Linked DNA regions of Rattus norvegicus: region 1 is linked to region 2. The links are chromatin contacts, called in public Hi-C maps. All regions are on one chromosome and are shown on one strand. Each heading gives the region's core, a stretch centred on a gene start, on an enhancer-like site or on the middle of the called end of the contact. The rest is flanking DNA. Distances are from core to core; before and after follow the strand shown.

Region 1 (3,011 bases), core at 466-2,965, 90 kb before region 2:
CTACTCTTCCAGAGGTCCTGAGTTCAATTCTCAGCAACCACATGGTGGCTCACAACCATCTGTAAAGAGATCCAATGCCCTCTTCTGGTGTATCTGAAGACAGCTACAGTGTACTTATATATGATAAATGAATAAAAAAAAATATTAAAAAAAAAGATATCCCCCGAAGCAAGCTAGCCAGCTGGGTAGACTAGTTGTACCGGCAAGCACTGGGTTCAAGTGAGAGACCCTGCTTCAGTGTAAAAGGTGGTGACAGATCAAGAAAGACTCCCATTGACCATGGGCCTTCATAAGGATGTGCGTGTACATGCACAAAACATGTATCACAGACACATATGCACAATGCATGCAAAAACAAACAAAAGTTGAGGATTTCCTGTTTCCAGGACTGAGATAATATCACTGTAAGAGAAAGACATTCTACATTTGGATCTTTGGAAATATCTCATAGGGAGAGTTCACTTTTAAAACCGTGATAAGGAGTAATTCAGCTGCTCAATGTTACAGCCGGGAGTGAGTGTCCTTTCCTGTCTCTGAGCTGCAGGTGTCTGGTTTCAGTAACATCTCTAGCTTCACTGGAGGATGCGCAGGGCCGTGACCATGATGTCCACCAGACCACAATGGCTTTCCACTACTGTCCACCAATGTGGCCAAGGACCACAATACCCTACTGCAAAAGGGGAATGTCTCAGACAAGGTCCCTTGCTGTCAGGCTCGGAGCTTATGAGATAAGAGGACCATCTGGATTGCACAAGATAATCACGGACTGAACCCGAAGGAACTCGTGCAAGGCATGAAGGGAAAGGAGTTGCTTTTAGAGGAGAGACTAGGTGGGCATCCCTTAGAAGGCAAAGGGATGGGGGACTGCACTGGTCTTTTATTTTATAGAACAGGTCCAGCCTGAGCAAATGCCCCAGAGGGATCAAGAGAATGGCTTGTAGAACAGAAATAGAGAAAGAGAAACAATGCCCCTCTTAAACTGAAGTGCACAGTGTGGTTAGAGTATGTGTTGGGGGGGATGGGGAGAGGAAAGGTGTGGTGCACACTAAGGAACATGGCCATAGAGGTGAGAGTGATAGCACTGAGTGACAGCCTTACCATAGGCTCTCCCTCCCCCTCTGTCCCTGAGCATCAAAGACCAGCAGCTTCTAGAATTCCATTTGTCTCTAGTTGTGCTATGCTGACAAGGCAGGGCTTTGAGGAATCCCAGGGCATCTGCAGAACCTCTCGGCTTGCCTCAGCCACCTGTGTTTCTGTGAACCATGACTCTCCGTACCTGAGGCCTGTCAACCACCGTGTGCACACGGATGGGTGATGGGCAGTGAACCGGTGTGCCGCTTCTGGCTGGAGAGCCCTCCCGGCTGGATGCACCTCTGACAGGTGACCTGAATGGAGATGTGGCCCGAAGAGGCCGGGGCTCCCAGTCGTCCCCCTGGATCTTGTGGTACACAGGCTGCTGGGGCTGGTATTCACCCTGCTGAGCTGGGTAGTGGGTCTTCTGGGCTTGGTGGAAGGAGGGCTGGGCTGCTGGCCGGGTGATGTTCTGCTCATGTATCACGGGGATGGGTATGTAACCCCTGGGGAGCTGATGGCTACCCAGACTGCTCCTGCCAGAGGACGGCAGGCTGGCCGAGGAGGACGAGGATGAGCAGTCAGAGGCAGCTGGAGACTGAGATCGCTGCAAGAGACAAAGGGCAGAGGCACGGTGCCATGAATGAATGACCCTGCTGCCCTGGCACTCCAAATATTCCAGACACCACCTGGCCAGGACAACACATCCCCAAAGCCCAAAGCCACACATTTTCAAAGTGTGAGGATAAGGGCTGTGTGGACTTCTGTGAGGGAGGGAGCAAGTGCTCAGTGTGCTTGAGACCCTGGTTTCACTCTCCAGCACACTCTACTTAACAAATAGAGTATTAAGAACACTGGGACATTGGGAGAGCACCTGCCCAGCATACACAAGGCTCCCAGAGCTCTGAAATAAAAGGGCCAGGGTTTAAATACTTGGAAGCTCGACAGTTCTCGGCACCTTGCCTGAAATATGGGGAAAGGACAGCCTGCCTGCCCACCTCATGGGTTGCTCTGAGGATTAACTGGATGCTCTGTGCCTGTGCGTTGGCAGGCAGCGGCGTGCACAGGAAGGGTGTGGGCCGCTGGGTCTGTTTGTTGTTACTGAATGTCTCCTTTCCGCTTAACCTCTCATTGGAGAATGCAGTGAAGCATCTGGGAGCTGCCTGTGTCTGGGTGCAGGCCAGGTCCCTTGCTCTTCTGATCTATCTTCTAGTCACCTAGAAGGTGAGGAAGATGGCTGCCTAGGTGGTTCCCCACTAACGGCCTTGTTGGCTTACATTTTCTAAGATCTCTGACCGATGTGTTGTTTTGACTTGTACTGGAGAAACATTACCTACATAGGAAACACATCTCCAAGAAAGGAGAGAGATTTCCAGTATCCCACATTAACTACAGTGAAAGTGAACACAAGTAGAGGTCAAAAACAATCAGGACTCTGACGCAGGCAGGAAATGTGGACTCATCCTCAAGAACAATGCCAGTGACCCAGGGGACGAGCTGCCGAGAGGACGACGACGAAAAAGGAAGGCATAACTACTTAGCAACCCTACCCAGTCTGTTGGCCACAACCTCAGCTCAGAACCGAGTGAGCAACACACTTTCACTAGTAACAAACCTCAAAATGGCAAACGTCAGGGTTCAAGCCTAAAGCTGTTGCCCTTCTGACTTAATGCTGGATTCCCTTTAACGGCACACCTGAAGACAGAGATCTATGGCACCCTGATTTCATTCCCAGCATAGGTCCAAATGGTTGCTGTCCATCTGAAGGGACCAGAGTAACTCAGCTCTCTCTGAAGCAGAGAGCCCAGTGTGCATAGGAACACTGATATAGGAAGCCAGGCAGTTGCTCCAAGCTGTGAGGCCTCTACCTCTATGCACTTTGGTCACTCAGTTACCCTGTTGGTGCCAATTCTTCTACTACAAAAATAAGTCATGTGCTC
Region 2 (3,233 bases), core at 518-3,017:
TGTTCTTCTTCCTTTGGTGTTGCAAACCCCTTCAGCTCCTTCAGTCGTTTCTCAACTCCTCCACTGGGGTCCCCTTGTTCAGTTCAATGGTTAGCTGCAAGCATCCTCATCTGTATCAGTAGGGGTCTGGCAGAACCTCTCAGGAGACACCCATCTGATCCACTTCTTTTTTTTTTTTTTTTTCCGGAGCTGGGGACCGAACCCAGGGCCTTGCGCTTCCTAGGCAAGCGCTCTACCACTGAGCTAAATCCCCAACCCCCTGATCCACTTCTTGAGAGCTGGATTTGCAGACATGTACCGTATGCCTGGCTGAATGTGCCTTTCTGATCTCTAGGACTGTTAAGATAATGCATGTTGGTTTAAATTTATAATTTGTTGCCATAGTAACAAATGTACATTGGGCTAGGCATGGGCCAATGAAGAGTTATGGTTATGACTAATGTAGTTTTATACCTATGTCTAACACTCCATCCCTTGGATCTCACTCTGTAGACCAGGCTGGCCTCAAACTCGGAGATCTGCCTGTCTCTGCCTCCTGTCATTAACAGTGAGCATTACCGCTCAGCTTCCAGTAGATTGTCATGATTTCTGTCTCCTCTCTTGCTTTAGCAACTCAATACTAGCAATCCATGTCCCTCACTACCTAACTCCAGGCTATGTTTTAGCACCAGATCTGGTCCTTGAGCCTCTTTGCTGTTTTCACTGATTATTAGTTTTTGATAAGATCTTATCTATTTCAAGGCTGGCCTTAAATCCATTATCCTCCTGCTCAGCAGTACTGTGCGCCACCACGCGAATATTTTAGTTTTAACTAGGGATTTGAAAGAGCGGTGGAGGCGCAAGTCATTTGCATGAGGGGCTGCTCTTTTGCCGCTTTACCCACTAATTCGATGAGATAATGGGTAGAGATCCTTGTGGAACTTGTAAAGCAAGTTACAAGCGGTATAGTCTAGAAAGGCCTATCTGGTCGGAACACGTGCTCAAAGACCAGGCTGGCTTCGGTGTAGCCCGATGTCCGCCACATCCCTCAGGGTTCAGAGTTGCTTCTCTCCTGCCCGTCGCGTGAGGCGTCGGTTGTTGAACACGGACCAGCAGTTCTGAGGGCAGAGGCGGACGAGGCCGACTAGCTGGAGAACCACGCGGAGCCAGCACACCGCCTGATCCGCAGTTGAAGAAACCGCTCTGGGGCTGGACGGAGGCGGAGCAGAAGCTCACACTGGACCAACAGAAAAGCCTTAAGATGCTAGGAGCGATCCTGGGGCGGGCCCCGGCGCGAGGCACTCTGGGATTTGTAGTTTACTTCCCGGACAGCTCCTCTCTCATTTCGACCACCCGCCTTTTATTCCTCGCTCTCTCCCGGCACGCCGACTACTTTGTCGCGGCACGTCCTCACGTACGACTACACTACCCAGAAACCTCTCCTTCGCGCTCCGGCAAGCTCTGGGTCTTCCTTGAACTACAGTTCCCAGAAGGCCACTGGAGAAGGGCTTCCCCCACTTTCCCGGGACCGCAATTCCCAGAGACTTGATTTCGCGGCTTTTCTCTGTTTTGGATCTGTCTTGGAGCTGGTTAGGGCTTCGCCGGCCAGCAGAACCACAGCGACTACGTGGTCCGTTGTGTCCAGTCGTAGGGTGTACTCTTTGGCCAGGCTTTCTGTCTCTTCAGCCACTTTTGCCGGACAGGCCGTCGCAGCTGGCCTGAGCAGTGACCTGGCGGGCTGCGCCTGCGCCCTGCCGCGTTTCCTGCCTGGCTGGTGGTGGCGGCCATTTTGTTCATCCTCCTCCTCCTCCTGCTCCTCCTGGTTGGAGCGCAGTGTCCGGAGCGGGCTGGGGGGAGCGAGCCCAAGAGCCGGGTTCAGTACCTTTTCCTCTGTCCCCAGCCGGCGCCCGGAGTCCCCCTCCCCTTCCTTCCCGCCCCCTCCCCTCCCCAGCCCTGCCCTCCCCCTTGTCCCGGGATCACTCCGTCGCACCCACCATGATGGAAGACGACGGACAGCCCCGGACTCTGTGAGTACCCGAGACCCGGAGTGCCAGGCACCGAGTGGCCCGGGCACTGCGGGATGCTAAGGGAGGGAGAGCCGGAGACCGGGACTAGAAGCGGAGAGCCGGGCCTCGCGGTGGCGCGGCTGTGAAGTGCATTCCTCATCTGTCCCCCTTCCCAGAGAAGGAAACCCTCCCTTCCCCCCCAAATACAGTCACTTCCTAGGGTCTAGGGCTTGTCTCGACCTTTTCCTCCCGACCCCTTTTTTGCACACTCTTGGCTGGGCTTGTGCACGGCTGAGGCTGTCAGGCACGGGAGAGCTCCTATTCTCCCTGTTTTTGGGGGGCTCCGGGCTGAGCCAGGAGCTATGGGTCCCCACGGGGGCAGGGCTTGGCGGGGGTGGGACTGCTGCTGCATCCTTTGGCGTGAACACTCAGCCTCAGTCCACGTCCTCAGCAGTCCACGTCCTCAGTCTCAGTCGGTCCGAGTCCTTCTCCCCAGCCTACCACTCTTTAACCAGAGGAACCCCTTGTCTCTTTCTGCCCCACGTGCCCCACGCTGTCAGAAACACCCGCCTAGCGCCTGCTGCTTTTGAAGTGCCAAAGTGATTGCCTTTTGCTGCCGTGCACCACCTCTGTCCCTTGGATAACGAAGTTTACTTTGAGCGCTCACTGCGCCAAACTGACAACCAGTTAAACTCCTTTCACTCAGTTAGTGATGCCGCTTCCTAAATCCGTTTGTGCGTCCGGACCATCAGAGTTCGATAAAAGGATGTCTGCTCCCGCTATTTGATGCGTGTCTTTTGAGTGCTATTTTTCGCGGTTTAGCTGTCGGGTTTCACCTGAAGCCCAATCTAATGAATGAATCGCATCTTCCAACCGCTTAATTGGCGTTTCCTTCTTTTCCCCAATGCAGAGTGATGACTCAGCGTCTGTATTCCTTTCCAAATAGTGTGGCAGTCTTTTTTTTCCCCCCTGCATCTGAGTAATTTCCAATTCATTGTTTAAAGTGAGCACCTTGGGTTTTCCCAGCCTCTTCAGGCCTACTACTCCTGCCTGGAGTAACTACACAGAGTCAGCTTGCTGCTTTGTCTCTCTTGCCTCCCTCTGCCTAGTATTGATTGATATGATGATCAGAGTCCACTTGGCTGGGTCGGCTGATGGGGAAAGTACTTTTTGGGGAATGCAAGACGGTAGATAGACGTTGAGAACCTCTAAGCTTCTCAGAGCTTCGTTCGTAGCAGGAATATGTTT

Evidence for each region. Hi-C and Micro-C count contacts between places; a contact is called where the count stands out from the background.
Region 1: a Hi-C map of mammary epithelial cells shows a contact between it and region 2, with 1.6 times the contacts expected there. The contact joins the enhancer-like site here to the promoter of Tial1 in region 2. A contact is called at or near these places in 2 of 12 Hi-C or Micro-C datasets (kidney and mammary epithelial cells).

Annotation. Positions count from the first base shown.
Region 1 is chr1:192,550,670-192,553,680 of GRCr8, reverse strand. It overlaps Bag3 (BAG cochaperone 3), which reads right to left. Exons shown (of 4, transcript NM_001011936.1): 3 at 1,277-1,678. Among named protein-coding and RNA genes, the nearest start is that of Bag3, 19 kb to the right of the region's middle. Within about 2 kb of position 1,715, at least 5 of the 93 cell types and tissues checked have an H3K27ac peak or open chromatin away from gene starts, as enhancers often do.
Region 2 is chr1:192,460,364-192,463,596 of GRCr8, reverse strand. It overlaps Tial1 (Tia1 cytotoxic granule-associated RNA binding protein-like 1), which reads left to right and starts at 1,767. Exons shown (of 12, transcript NM_001013193.1): 1 at 1,767-2,006. The coding sequence starts at 1,975.